Regions from separate parts of the Mus musculus genome. Here all the other regions are linked to region 4. A link is a contact called in public promoter capture Hi-C data. All regions are on one chromosome and are shown on one strand. The core of a region is the stretch at or near the end of the contact, and the rest is flanking DNA. Distances in the headings are between cores, read along the strand shown.

Region 1 (3,602 bases), core at 728-3,227, 2.0 Mb after region 4:
AGGGATTAACAGCTGGTATCCTCCACCAGTGTTTCTACTTGGGAGTATTAACAGCTCCATAACTGTGTACATAGCTATCACTGGATTAAACACATAGCACCGTGGATTAAACACAGGACCTTGCACATACTAAGCAAGTCCTCTAGCACTGAAACATATCCCCAATCTTGTTATTTTTTGGACAGGGACTTGCAGTATAGCCCATATTGTTCTCAAACCCCAATCTATGTGCTTCCATCATCTGAGTGCTAGTTGACAGGCATGTGCTCCTACCCAGCTCAACACCCATTTCTCAATTACTTGTTTATATTACATAATAGTCTTTACAAGAGGCTGTTTCGCACCCTATTACCACCATCTAATACCTTCTTCTTCTTCCTCTTCTTCTAGTATCTTCGCTCGTAGTATATGCCTTGTGTGTCTGAACTAAGCATCAGATAGAACTTTGTAGCTTAGCACAGAAATAAAACAACCCCACTGATGAAAAGGAATAATTAAACTAAGACCAGACAGGAGTGGACGTACATACCTGTAATCTCAGCACCAAGGATATGAGACAGGAAGATTACAAGCCCAAGGCTAGGATGTACAACGTACAAGTTCAACTCCAAATTCCCATGACACTTAAAGTCCCCTTTGGATCCAACTAAATGTCAATATGCTTTGTAAAATAGTGGTATACTTCACTTTGGCCTACAAATTCAGTCGCGCTTAGGAAAGAGGACCCCTCCCCCCTTTTTCTTACCCGGTATCCTAGTTCATCAAGCTCTCTCTCTAAATCCTCCAGCACAGTCACCACCTCCTCCACACTCTCCGGATTCTGCTCCTGCACCCAGGCCTGCAGCTCCCCTGGCAGGATGGTCAGGAACTGCTCCAGCACCAGCAGCTCCAGGATCTGCTCCTTGCTGTTCAAGTCCGGCCGCAGCCACTGTCTGCAGAGCTCGCGCAGCCGGCTCAGAGCCTCCCGGGGTCCAGAAGTTTCCTGGTAGCAAAACTGTCTGAAGTATTTTCGGAAGACGTCTCTGTTATAAGTGTTCTTTTGTAGGTTCCTATCTTGTCTGGTGGTATACTTACATTCTTCCTCCATTTTTATTTCCAAAAGTCCACCCTGGTTCTTACAGACCTTGGTATCACTAGTAGATGTCATCGTAGCTAGATAAAAGATGTATCAATCTTTCAAGTAATAACTCCTTGGTAAATCTTCTTACCCAGTGGACCTAAGGGATAAGTCATCGTTACTAACACGAACTACAATAAGCAAATACCGCCTATTCTAAGAGTTAAGTGGGAGAGTTGAAAAGCTGCCCTCCGGTTAATCTACTGTATTGACTGGATTGTACGTGGACTTTCACAAAAATAGACAAAAGTGAAAAAGATGTCAAATTGTTTCAGGACTTCAGGGAGTAAAGCTTGGGAAGAAACTTACCTCCACTTACTCCTAAAGTGAACAACAACTAACTGAAATAAACAAAAAATTTTGGAATTAGCAGATAGCGTTGGGGAAGGGCAACCGCTGCCTGGCGGGTGGGAAGTTCAACTAACAGTACCACCAAAAATAACGGAAAGAGTACAAGAGTAGGGTACGCCTGCCTTGCTGCTTTTGATTTTTTTTTCTGCGTACCTGGCACAAATCACATATACATAGTACAGTCTCCCAACTGGCTTTAGTTGGAACTTAACCACTCATAAAGGTTAGAAGTTGGGGAGGGTGCTCTGCTTTTCTCCTGCCCCTCCAGTTCTGTGACTCTAACTTAAAGTTCTGCAGCGTGCCTAGGTCCGGGCCAGCTCCGCGCCCCAGGGGGACCCATAGGCAGCCGCAGCGCAGCCCGGGTGGCCTTTCCCCCGGTTCCAAGCATCTTTCTAAGGCCGAGAGTCTAGGTAGCAGGGAGCACCCTCCCCCCGCCTGGAGCACGAGCTCGCTCACCGCGTCGCTCCTGCGCAGGGAAGGGAATCCAGCCCTCCCAGGAACCGGAAGTCATCGCGGACTCCCACAAAGGCCGGAAGCGGTGGAGCCCTGTTGCTCCCAGAGCCACTCTAGGGAGCCACGGAGTTCCACTCAGTGGTTTGTCCTTACTCTGGCAAAAGAAGTTGGGATTTTCTGTCTAATCATAGTGAGCATGCCGGTCCTTATCCGGTTTCGCGTTTGTGTTTCAGTATCACTGAGATTAGTGATGTCTCAAAGAGACATTCTTCTGGTCAATGGGAAAAAATGTATTAAAAGGATAATTTAGTAAGTTAACAGGATATTATGAACACTAAAATCAGCCTTCATAAGTACGAGTGTGAATGAAAAGACCACAGCTACAAAAGCAACAGCAAAAATACTCAGAGCTCAAGAGATGTGCCACATTTACTTGGGGCTAACTTTAAAACACTTTAAAAGCCAAATATGAACATAAATAGGAGGCAATAAGCTTTCTTGGGTAGAAAAACTCAACAAAGCAGTCAGTACTAATTAAATATGTTTGCAACTATGGTATCCCAATAAACACAACCATTTTTCTAGAATTAAAAAAAAATGTTTGTTTGTTTGTTTGTTTTAATTTAAAAGGAGAGTCCAAAGAAAAATCCCTGAAAAAGAATAGTGGTTAATGCTCTTATCATGCACCAGAACATTCTGTGTTCTGGAAGTGAAAACAAAACAACAACAACAAAAATCTCACCCTGTTCTTAGCTAATGTACATGTCGAGGGTAACCAGAAAACCAAGCACAAGCTCTCAAAGATAGTAGTAATTTATTATCGAGCAAAATACATGTAGAGTGTGGCTTAGGACATTGATTTACATAACCAGAACAAAAGAAAGTAGTAAATCAAGACAACTTTAAAAAAACAATTAGTGGAAATGTAAGTTAGGTGGTGTCTTAGTCTGGGTTTCTATTCCTGCACAAACACCATGACCAAGAAGCCAGCTGGGGAGGAAAGGGTTTATTCAGCTTACTTTTCCACACTGCTGTTCATCACTAAAGGAAGTCAGGACTAGAACTCAAGCAGGTCAGGAAGCAGGAGCTGATGCAGAGGCCACGGAAGGATGTTTCTTACTGGCTTGCTTCCCCTGGCTTGCTCAGCCTGCTCTCTTATAGAACCCAAAACTACCAGCCCAGGGATGGCATCACCCACAAGGGGTCCTTCCCCCTTGATCACTAATTGAGAAAATGCCTTACAGCTGGATCTCATGGAGGCATTTTCTCAACAGAAACTCCTTTCTCTGTGATAACTCCAGCTTGTGTCAAGTTGGCACACAAAGCCAGCCAGTACAGGTGGGTTATAGCTATCTGGAAAATTCTTAGCCTTTTGATTGGTGAAACCAAGTGATCTGTTAGTACATTTCAAAGGGATTTACCTAAAAAGCAGAAGGACATTAAGGCAGACACATGGGTGGGCAATGAATGGTTGTAAAGAGCTATATGTAACAAAAGACAATTTGTCTCTGGACCTACAACTTTAAAACTCTCCACAACTGCCGGGCGGTGGTGGCACATGCCTTTAATCCCAGCACTTGGGAGGCAGAGGCAGGCAGATTTCTGAGTTCGAGGCCAGCCTGGTCTATAGAGTGAGTTCCAGGATAGCCAGGACTATACAGAGAAACCCTGTCTCGAAAAA
Region 2 (3,499 bases), core at 229-2,728, 2.1 Mb after region 4:
TAAGGCTCAGAAACCAAAAGGCTTTTTGCTGGCTATAGAGAACAAAGAGCTTCTTTCTAGCTGTATTTTTAGAGATCAGGGAAACAAGCTTGGGGAATGACCAGGGGCTTTACCTTCTAGGGAGAAATGCTCTAAGTCGGGGTCTCACAGAAGGAGCTCCTAACAACAGATAGGGATTTTCTCTTTGGACTTGCAGGAAAACAGAGAAGCAGCTGCAGCTGCAAGGCACAGGTTACACAGTATTCTAGGAAAGAGAACCAAGGGGCCCTCTTGGGTTTGGAGGCACTCAAGAGAAAGGCAGACTAGCTCAGTAGAATGACACATAGAGACTTCTAAAGAGCTAGTAGTTTAGTTGTAGGATCGGGCTTGTAAATAGATACTTTGTATATAGTTAAGAAAATAAAGTTATCTCGGTGAGCTAGCAGGGTTTTACCTCAATTTACATCTCTGGTGTCGTGTCCTTATTGGTATAAATATTAATTTACACCCAAGTTCTCACATGGCTAGGCAAATGTTCTGACTCTAGGCCTTATCCCCCAACTCGTGTTTACCTTCCAGGGACATGGCAGAAAGAAATGAAGGAGCTGAGCTTGGAAGGCGGATACAGTCCCTGCTTCTAATCGAAAACAAAACAAAACCCCAAGAGCAGCAGATCCCCGTGGCTATTTTTCTGTTGTTATTGTTGTCGGCCAGTCCCCTTGCGTTTGTACTGGCTGTGTTGACAGTCACTCAAGCTGGTGCCAGACTCTGGGTTGAAACAGGAATGGTTGTTTACAGGAGCACATCACCAGACGCACAGTTTCACCCCAAGATGTCAAGAAGCTCCTCCTTACAACGGAGTCACAGTTCATCTTTCTTGCTGGGTGGGGTGGGGTGGGGTGGCTGAGACCTTGAGAACACACATAAGGAAGCATTTTCTTGTTTGATTCAGAAACCCCTGGTTTCCACAGCTCCTAGGGGATTTCCCAGTATCCTCTGGATGGAATCACTGGATTTTACTGCTGTGAAATATAACTCGGTAAGGGGATGCCTGGTGGGTCCATGCTAATGTGTGCCTCTGAGAAATTATGCCATGCAACAGGTCTGATATAAAGAGGGAAGGGAGGAGAATGAGATCCTGGGGAAAGGGCAGTGGCAGACAAGTGGACAGGTAGACAGGCAGATAGACCAGACCGGAGCAGAGCTATGAGGGCAGGGCGGGGTGGGGAAGGGGGTGTGCAGAGAAGGACAGAAAGGCTTCAGCCACAGAGCAGATGAACTTGCCAGCAAGTGTGAAGACAAACAAACAAAAAGCAAAAGCTCTCATCTTTCCTGTCCTTTTCTGTGAGGTGTCACCAGGAGAAGCTCAGATTTAGAGTGTATTTTCCTATCTCAAATAATCTCATCAAGAAAGTCTCCCCCGGATGTGCTCAGACGGTTGGCATTTAGTTGATTCCAGATGTGGTCACGTTAGCTACAATCCCTCCGGCTGGGAAACTAAGAGACTGTGTGTGTGTACATCATCTACTCTGACATCCGCCTAAGAGGTTCTGTGGCTCAGAGTCTGCCGCAGTTTTGTTGCTGTGATAAAACTATGACCAAAAGCAATTTAGGGAAACAGGGTTTAAGACATATTAGAAGTTAGACTCCATCATAACAGAAAGCAAGGGCAGGAACTCAAGCAGAAGCTATGTAGAAACCAGTTACTGGCTTACTCCACTTACTGTTTTGTTTTGCTTTGGTTTGGTTTGGTTTTTTTAGAGACAGGATTTCTCTGTGTAGTCCTGGCTGGCCTGGAATCCCTCTATAGACAGACCAGACTGGCCTTAAACTCAGAGTTCACTTGGCTCTGCTTCCCTAGTGCTGGGATTAAAGTCATGTGCCATCACTGCCCAGCTTCAGCTTATTTTATTATATAACCCAGGACCTTTTGCCCAGGGCTGGCACTGCAGACAATGGACTGGGCCCTCCCACATCAATCATTAATCAAGAAAGTGCCCCCAGCGACTTGCCTACAGCCAGTCTGATAGAGGCAATTCCTCAACTGAGAGTTCCTGCTTCCCAAGTCGCTTTTCTGTCAACTTAAAAAAACCTAACCACTACAAGGTCCAAATTGTGTAGGTTTAAAATAAACATTTTGTATCATGTGTTTGTGTACAGGAAATGAAAACCAGTCAGGGAACTGAGTGTTTCTGTGTGGGACATTCAGGAGCCTGCACTCAGGCCCTGGGCATCGCCCAACCCATCTCAAAGGTAGTATTCAAGGTCCTTCCAGAACCATCTTGTTGTAGTCTTTGGGCCCCCATTCCTGGCTTAATTTCTTCTTATCACTGGGTGTAAGGAGGCACTTGTGACTTCAGATCATGGAACCAGGCACCGTGGGAGACTTTAGTCAGTAGAGCTTGAATTGGGATGGGTAATATTGGAAATGCCTTTGAAAAAGAATACAGCACAGCATTTTGAATGTTAGGATAGCCTTAAGGACATTTACATCCACACAACTTCCACCCCTCACAGGGAAGCAGTAGGCCTCACACAGCCATAACCCTTTCCTTTCAAGACTGTCTAAGGCTTGAGCTAGAGTGGGGCTTAGTGGTACCTAGAGGGTCTGAGTACCACAAACAAACTGTTAACTGAAATTACAAAAACTTCTCAACCTCTCATTTCTCCTGGAAAAAGCAAAACAAAAAAGATGAGGCTGTTGAAGGATAGTCTTAAAATAAACAGAACTGGGTAACTGTGTCTCATTGGGATCAAAATTCAGTTGGGCACAATGGTATGTATTATCCTCAGGCAGACCTGTGGGCCCTATTTTTAAATCTATTTTATTGGGTTCTTATACCTACCACCCTTCCATGCCTTATTCTACCCTAATTCCTTCCAACCTCCCAACACTAGGTAGAAGAGGAAAGTTAGAGGAAAAAGTGGGTGTAGACCTCTTTAGACTACTTCCTGCTAATTAGAGTCATTGGAGTTCCTTGAGGCAAGTCCAATCTTCATGTCAGGATATCTCCAACTTCTTGTCTCTTTGTTCACAACCATTTGGCAGACTACAACAAGAGGAGGAGGAGCAGCCTTCTTGAATCGCCAAGGTCCCTCTCTGGCATTTATCCCCTCTCCACAGTCCCCAGAATTCCAAATGTAAACTGTTTCCACCTAGCAACAATTATGCCCCTACTAGAGCATGAGACAGATCATAATCACCTGCTTTGAAGCAGCCTCTTATCCCACACCTGGGATTAAAACAAAAACCCATTGACATAACATAACTGGATTTTTTAAAGATACCCAAACTCTTTACATGGTCTAGGACTTTGTCCCTTCTTTTCTTCTTCCTTAAATGTCAGAGGTAAATGTGCCCCATGAAATCTATTCCATGTATGTAGAGCCCTAACAGGAGACAGAGAAACAATGACAGTAACCAGGGCCTTTTCCCTCCTATATTGATCATATTCCTTTCACTACGCAAACTGGTGCAGTCCCCATGGCTGGAACTTGCTAATCATTTTCTCCAGGCACA
Region 3 (3,278 bases), core at 467-2,966, 2.2 Mb after region 4:
TTATCTCCAGCGAGTGAAATGATACAGGTGACAGCTTTGTAAACGTGACTGACATTTGGATGAACTCACACTTAAACAAATATATAACTCTGTTGGTATAGATCCCTGCAGCCCTCAAGATCATTATCACTTCAGAGCTACTTTATATGTAACGTTTTCGTACTACTGTGTAGCTGTGCCAGTGTTTATTCAACACTCCACAAAGGTCCTGTGAGTTCACTTCCCCTTCACAATAAGCCATCTCCCGAGTCTGAGAGTGGCTAAATGATTTACTTAAGCAGTAAAAAGCTCTGTTCATTTCCATTCAGTTCTAAAACAGGTTTACAGGGAAGTGCTGGGGACACAGATTAAGTGATGGGCACTGCTCGATGTGAATTCAGCCAGCCAACAGTGACTGTCTGGCTTGGTATCCTGGGTCAGAGCGAGTTCGAGGCGTTCAAGGCCTATGGAAGTGTACTTGGCTCCATGTGCATCTCCTTTGTCAAGGGAGGGTCTCCTCGCGCCGTCCCAGTCGCGGCACGCGTAGAGGCGGTTAGCAGGGGCGCTCGGGGTGGGGGTGGGGGTGCTCCTGGCCTCGCCAGCTACAGGTTCTCCTTCCCAGTCTGAGTGCGGAGGCTCCGCAGCCGACAGGGAGGAAATGACGGCGGTGGGCCCCACGTCCGGCTCGCCATTTTCTCGGTATCAAACCAGGAAGCCCCCGGCTCGCCCCTTTGTCCGCCGGCCCGGCCCTACCTTGAAGCCCTCCACCGCCTCCTCCAGGGGCAGCACGCTGTGGCCGCGGTGCTCGCGCGAGCGGTCGCACACCACGCAGATGGGCATCTGGTCCTGCTCGCAGTACAGCTTCAGAGGCTCCCGGTGCTTCTCGCACACGCCCATCTCGCCGCCGGGCCCCGACGGCCGCTCGGTGCGCAGCTGCTTCACCAGCTGGGTCACGTTGGCCAGGTGCCGGTTGGGTCGCATGTGGCGCTGCGGGAAGGTCTCCCGGCACTGCGGACACGACACGTTAGTCTCCGCGGCACCCCAGCAGCGGGCCAGGCACGCGCAACAGATGTTGTGGCCGCAGTCGAGCATCATAGGCTCCACGAAGTACTGAAGGCACACGGGGCAGGTGGTCTCCTGCTGCAGGCACTCGGCCACGCTCCCGGAGGCCATGGCGCGGGCCGGCTGGGCCGCAGGGCATGAGCCCGGAGCCGAGCTCTGTCGGAGCTCAGCGCGCTCGCTCCGCTTCTCGGCTCCGGAGCGGGGCGGGGCCTCCGGCGCGGGGATCGCAGACGCGCGCGGAGCTCTCGGGCGGCCAGACCCGTCCCCGCACAGCTGCTCCTCACCGACAGCACGGGGAGGAGGCCTGGGCCCCGGAGCCCGGCTGAGAGCCGAGCCGAGGGGAGTCGGGAACCGGGCGCCGCGGGCTGGCTCACCGGGCAACGTGGCCGCGTCGGAAGGGGTCCCGCGGCCGCGCAGACTCCTCAGGGCCGAGCGGAAGAGGTGGGCCGGGGGCGGGGCCTGGCTTCCCGCGCCGCTCTGCTCTCTCGGGGCGGGAAAGCGGGTTTCCTCTGCACAGTCCTGGGTCCCCGGCACCCAGCCCGGGAGTCGGTCGTGGCTGTCGCGTGCAGTGGGAGCAGAGTGTCCCCTGGCAGTGGCGTCGGGTCACTCCAAGCGTCTGTGGGCCCGTAGTCTTCTGCTGAGTTTCCTCTTAGTGGCTAGGCCTCGGCTCCTTTAAAAGTAAGATGGCTTTGCATAAATGCCGGAAAGCTGGGCGGGGAGACCAGCTAGGCCCCTCCCAGTGTGACACACCCAGCTCCAGGCGTTAACAATCGCTAGAAAAGGGTTTAATCATCAGCAACTTTTCTCAGGGGCAGAAACGGAGAAGCCCAGTTCTATCTCCACCCTAAAGTAAATCGGTTTATCGTTCCGAGCCTCATTTTCTTCTCGTGTGAAATGGGGACCGATCGAATCCCGACCAGAGTGCTGACCAGACCATGAAGTCCTCCCCCATCTCCCTAGCTCTACCGTTACTAGGGAGCCACCCCACCGAGAGCCCGCTTGTGAGTCCCTAACTTCTTCTCAGGCTCCTCAGGTGCCCAGTGTCTCACTTCCTCAAGTGAGTAGCCAGACCCGACGTGTCAAAGGGCTGCCTGGCGACACACTTCTCTCTCGTCTTCCCTGCCACCTGCTGAGGAACCTACGTGGCTGTGGGTTCCTATGAGACCCTCGAAGAAACAACCCGGATTCTGCCACGTGGGCCTCATTCTCAGAACACTCCCCCACCCCCACCCCCACCCCCACCCCTCACCTCCAGCCTGGGCCCTGCGGCGCTGGGGCCAAAAATTCTGATTGTCCACTGTAGTGTTGTCCTTCTGCCCATGACGTTAATAACTCTTCTAATAAGTTCTTACTCCCAGCAATCTAGTTCAGTGCCCTCCTTGAGCTCCCATACCCTATTGCTTTCAGGAATTTTCCCCATCAAGGAGTTACACCTTTTTAAACAAACAAACAAACAAACAAACAAACCACAGCTTGAGCATAAAGATCTTTATCCGCTAGTTTAAATGAAGCACCCAGTACATCGAATGACATTGAGTAGAACCTAAAACTTGCTTGTTTCTGCCCAATCGAGAGTCCTGTGATGACCGGAGGAGGTCTTGTAGCCTGGTTTCTTATCACAGAATAGGTTTTCAGTTCTGTGCGCTGTCACTTATGCCATGGCCTTTCCTACTCTCCTTTGGGATTGACTCCGTGCCTGCCCTTGTGTTTGAGCAACAGGGAATTTCTGTATCCAGGCCATCACTTCACTGGATTCTGCTTGATTCTTCCCTATGGGACAAGAAATCCGAGGTACTTAACAAGTCTCGCTCATCCAAACCTCCATTCTCCCCACCTGCTCTTTGAAACTCCAGGCTCAAAACAACTCAGCACACTTCCAGTAAATGGTAGAATATTTGTCCTAGGCTACACTGTAGTCTACTCTGCTACAAAACTGAAGTTGAAAGGAATTGAAAGTGCCAGTCTTACTCCAGAAGGAAGAATTCAGTTTTGCAAGCCGGTGTAGAACTATGAAAAATGCAGGTGGCAGATATGTGTTCTTAGGTCATCAGTGCGGCTCTGGATTTTAGCTTTGTCATCCAGGGCTCATGCGGTCTCTGCTTTCCTAACCTCAAGGCAGATGGCCTGGACAAGCCAGGTAAGTAGGGCAAGGTGGAGGAAGTAGGGGAAAGGAAGCGCTCCCCCTTCCAGGATTGCTACAGGCTCCCTCCTTTCTCAAGCGATAACTGTTTTCTCTT
Region 4 (3,270 bases), core at 550-3,049:
AAATGTATAAGTCGGCAAGTTAATCTTCCGGTTTACAGTGGCTGTTAAGAGTCTATGCATGGACCTTGGTAGCTCTACCAAGCTAGGCTCAGCTACCTGTCTTCAATTTGTCAAAAAGACAAGCAAGACAAAGCAGTGAAAGCGGTTTACTCAATATGGTCACACTAGGAAGAGGAGTAAGTAAAGGGGTTCAACCACTAACACGACGTTCAGAATATTTTAAAGGTCATGAGATGTGCATAAGTAAGGAGTCCTGGTAGCTACAATCATAAGTAGCCCCACTCATCACAGTCAGGACTGTGTGAAATCCTGCCCTAACTCTCCCACTGGCCAAGGCCCTAGTCCTTTCCTTGTTCTCAGCAGAAGACTCCTATCACAATTCCAATCCTTTGAGTCCATTGTCTCAACACTCTTATAGCTGAAGGGGATGGCATAAACACATACTCTCCTGCAATAACATGTGTACATTTCTTCCTAATATAGCCATACACAGCTCATTCTATAGTGTGATTCGAATTGTGTTTGGTACATCTTACACTAAAAACAGTTAATAAAAAGTTATTTAAATATTAAAATTAGGGCTAGAGAGATGGCTCAGCATTTAAGACCACTTGCTCTTGCTGATGACCCTGGTTCATTTTCCAGCCAGCACTCACATGGTAGCTCATAAACCATGCATTATTCCAGTTCCAGGGGATCTGACATCCTCCTAGAGTGCGCGCGCACACACCACGTGCACATATATGCTGATAAAACACCCATACATAGAAAATAAGTCTAAGAAAAAAAACTTAAATATTTGAATGACACTGGTGGGATTTTTTGTCTTAAAATTTTAATTTAAAATAAGCTGCAGAAATTCTGCAAATTCTGAAAACAGGAATTAGTGAATTCAGAATACATAATTGCCATCCTCAGACCCTAACTCTAGAATTTAACAGCCAATCCAAGTTCTTCTCCAGACCAGAGAATTCTAGTACTCACTTCCCATGTGAGGGTTTTTGTTATATACATGTGTGTATGTGTATAGTATATATATATGTGTGTGTGTGTGTGTGTGTGTGTGTGTGTGTGTATTATATACTTATTATTGTGTATGCCTGTCAGAAGACAACTTTTACGGTTAGTTCTCTCTTTCCGCTTTTGACATTGGTCTCAGAGATCAAATTCAGGTCGCGAGGTTTTATTTAGCAAGAAGCACTCTTTGCTCCTCACTCTCGACAGAAGCCATCTCGCCAGCCTACATACATTTTTTTTTTCAAGTAGGGAAAATATTGACTGTTCTTTTTTGTTTTTTGTTTTTTTTTCTGAATCTGTCTTCAGCCTAGAATCGCAATCAGAAAGGACAGAAATCCTTTCAACACGGTTTCCCCGCAGCTTTCTCCAGCAATAAGGCCACGCCGCCGCTGCCTATTCAAAGCTTCTCATAGTTTGCTGGCATGAGTGACAGCACCAAAGAGCCTTTGTAATTCTCCACTTCTCCGGCTTTTCAAGGTATTTAAAACCGAGTCCGCTGCATCTATCCTTGAGACACTACTCCTAACTCTTGATTTGAACAGCCGTGGAGAAAGAAAACAGAAGTTCAGAGCCGCAGTACCGGGCGCAGGGCACGGTTTCAATTCAGTGGGTACCGGAGCTGCTGCAGTCCCAAATTCCAGGAGCTGAAAAGGTAGTTGTCGGACGCGAAAGAGCCAGGGCGCAGGCGCGCTCAGGTTCCGCCCATTTCGGGAGGTCCGGTGCTTATTGGCCCGGAATCCCGGTGCAGCCCTATGAGGGGTAGTTACGTGCCTCGGGGCGTGGCTACGCCTCCCTGTCCTTGCTGGTGAGAGCGGTTTGTCTTGGCCTTGTGGTGTGCGGGGACCGCTTCTCCAGGTTGGTATCCGGCGGTTGGCTTGCCGACCTCTCAGCATCTCGGCCCACTCTCCTTCCCTAGGAGACCGTGGGACCGAATCGGCCATCGCCGAGTGCTCGGCCCCGGAAGCTCCGGCTTGAGGGTCCAGTCACCGGAAGTGCCGCCCTGGGCGGCGGAGTAAGCGTTCAGCGGGTCCTCGAGGTCCTTGGCCGTGAGAGGGGTCCGGGCCAGGCGCGGCGCCCTTCTTGTCGCTGTCAACGAAAAGTTGGGAGGAGAAACCTGTGAGACTGTCCTGGAGGTAGTAATGGAGCCAGGCTCGAATGCAGTCTGGAGCCTTCCTGAATGTCTAGACAACCATGGGCACTGGGGGGACCCTCCCCCAGCCTTAAGGGCGGAGATTAGTTGAGTTCCCCGGAATCTGCAGAATCTGTTTGCTCAAAGCATTCCATAGTCATTTATTTTTAGCAGCCTTGGTCCTGTGTAACATTGCATTCATGAATCGTATTCCTACAGGTTTTAGTGCACGAGGAATGAATCCTTGATCTCAGAAGTTGAAATAATAATGCGCCTATCAGTCACCTGAGCGTTTGAGGTAGAGGTAGGAGGATAGGGAATTAAAAGCCAGTTTAAGCTGCCTAGCGATTTTGAAGCTAGCCTAAGCTACGTGAGACTCTCCCCGTCTTAACAGCAAGAAAAACAAGGCCCAGGGCTTTGTTCTGAACTTAAAAATCTCTCAGCTAGAAGAATTCTTGTTATTTTGTGTAGAGCAGGTCAGAAAGAAACGGCTTCTTGAAGGAGGAACGGAAACATTAGAATGAGCAAAATTTTGCTGAAGGATGATGTCAGGATTGGAGAGTGCATGGGACATTATTTAAATGGCCTACTGTTAAAAGGAAAAATGTAAGCTTTGCAGTCATGCTCATTCAACATTGCTGCTTTTTTCCTCTAGGAGAGGGAAGAATTAAATATTATGAGTACTTCTGGATTAGAGACCTTGTGGATCTGAAAAAAATAAATCGTTGGGTTCTTGTTAAGGTAAGTGGCATACATCTGTTTCTATATAAATGTGAATTTTGGAGTAGGGATGGGACAAGAAAGAAGGTAAAACATACTTGGGAAAAGGAAAAGGGTCTTTCTGGTGACTAACATAGTGGCCCTTTGATAACCTTTCAGTACACCTATTTTTCTAACAGGCATACACAGCAGATTTGCAACAATTGTCCTTCTTTTGATTTACCATACAAAGAAGGCAGTGTGCCCAATGCTCAGACAGGCTCTAGGATGGATATTTAAACCTGGCTCTGTTACTTAACTGCCTGTGAGTTCTTGTGTAATTAGGTAACTGTCATAGCAACAGGTTTTCTATCAGTAAGATGGTGGTAATATTTGATTTTACAGTGTTCTTGGGAGGATTAAAT

The links. Promoter capture Hi-C pulls out the DNA fragments that hold promoters and counts their contacts.
Region 1: a contact with region 4 is called in a promoter capture Hi-C map of pre-B cells. The contact joins the promoter of Zscan12 here to the promoter of Zfp322a in region 4. A contact is called at or near these places in 9 of 39 promoter capture datasets (the 3T3-L1 cell line, the C10 cell line, cranial neural crest and 6 more) and 2 of 9 other capture datasets (liver and macrophages).
Region 2: a promoter capture Hi-C map of liver shows a contact between it and region 4, with 7 times the contacts expected there. The contact joins the enhancer-like site here to the promoter of Zfp322a in region 4. A contact is called at or near these places in 9 of 39 promoter capture datasets (the 3T3-L1 cell line, 3T3-L1-derived adipocytes, the C10 cell line and 6 more), 2 of 115 datasets of contacts at active chromatin or transcription factors (astrocytes and kidney) and 3 of 9 other capture datasets (adipose tissue, liver and macrophages).
Region 3: a contact with region 4 is called in a promoter capture Hi-C map of neutrophils, with 7 times the contacts expected there. The contact joins the promoter of Trim27 here to the promoter of Zfp322a in region 4. A contact is called at or near these places in 14 of 39 promoter capture datasets (the 3T3-L1 cell line, the C10 cell line, the HPC-7 cell line and 9 more), 4 of 484 Hi-C or Micro-C datasets (CD4 T cells, olfactory sensory neurons, regulatory T cells and 1 more), 2 of 115 datasets of contacts at active chromatin or transcription factors (bone marrow-derived macrophages and stem cell-derived neural progenitor cells) and 3 of 9 other capture datasets (adipose tissue, liver and pancreatic islet).

What each region holds. Positions count from the first base shown.
Region 1 is chr13:21,361,195-21,364,796 of GRCm38.p6, reverse strand. It overlaps Zscan12 (zinc finger and SCAN domain containing 12), which reads right to left and starts at 1,977. Exons shown (of 4, transcript NM_016684.2): 1 at 1,925-1,977; 2 at 746-1,217. The coding sequence starts at 1,147.
Region 2 is chr13:21,235,305-21,238,803 of GRCm38.p6, reverse strand. It overlaps Gm32525 (a long non-coding RNA gene), which reads left to right. Exons shown (of 5, transcript XR_003950579.1): 2 at 3,495-3,499. Among named protein-coding and RNA genes, the nearest start is that of n-TAagc17, 3.0 kb to the right of the region's middle. Within about 2 kb of position 1,478, at least 6 of the 459 cell types and tissues checked have an H3K27ac peak or open chromatin away from gene starts, as enhancers often do. A contact at or near this core is called in liver, where this site is marked.
Region 3 is chr13:21,178,369-21,181,646 of GRCm38.p6, reverse strand. Trim27 (tripartite motif-containing 27) reads right to left here and starts at 1,716. Exons shown (of 8, transcript NM_009054.3): 1 at 733-1,716. The coding sequence starts at 1,152.
Region 4 is chr13:23,367,737-23,371,006 of GRCm38.p6, reverse strand. It overlaps Zfp322a (zinc finger protein 322A), which reads left to right and starts at 1,799. Exons shown (of 5, transcript NM_001111107.2): 1 at 1,799-1,872; 2 at 2,802-2,887. The region is part of intron 3 of 4930586N03Rik (RIKEN cDNA 4930586N03 gene); the gene reads right to left.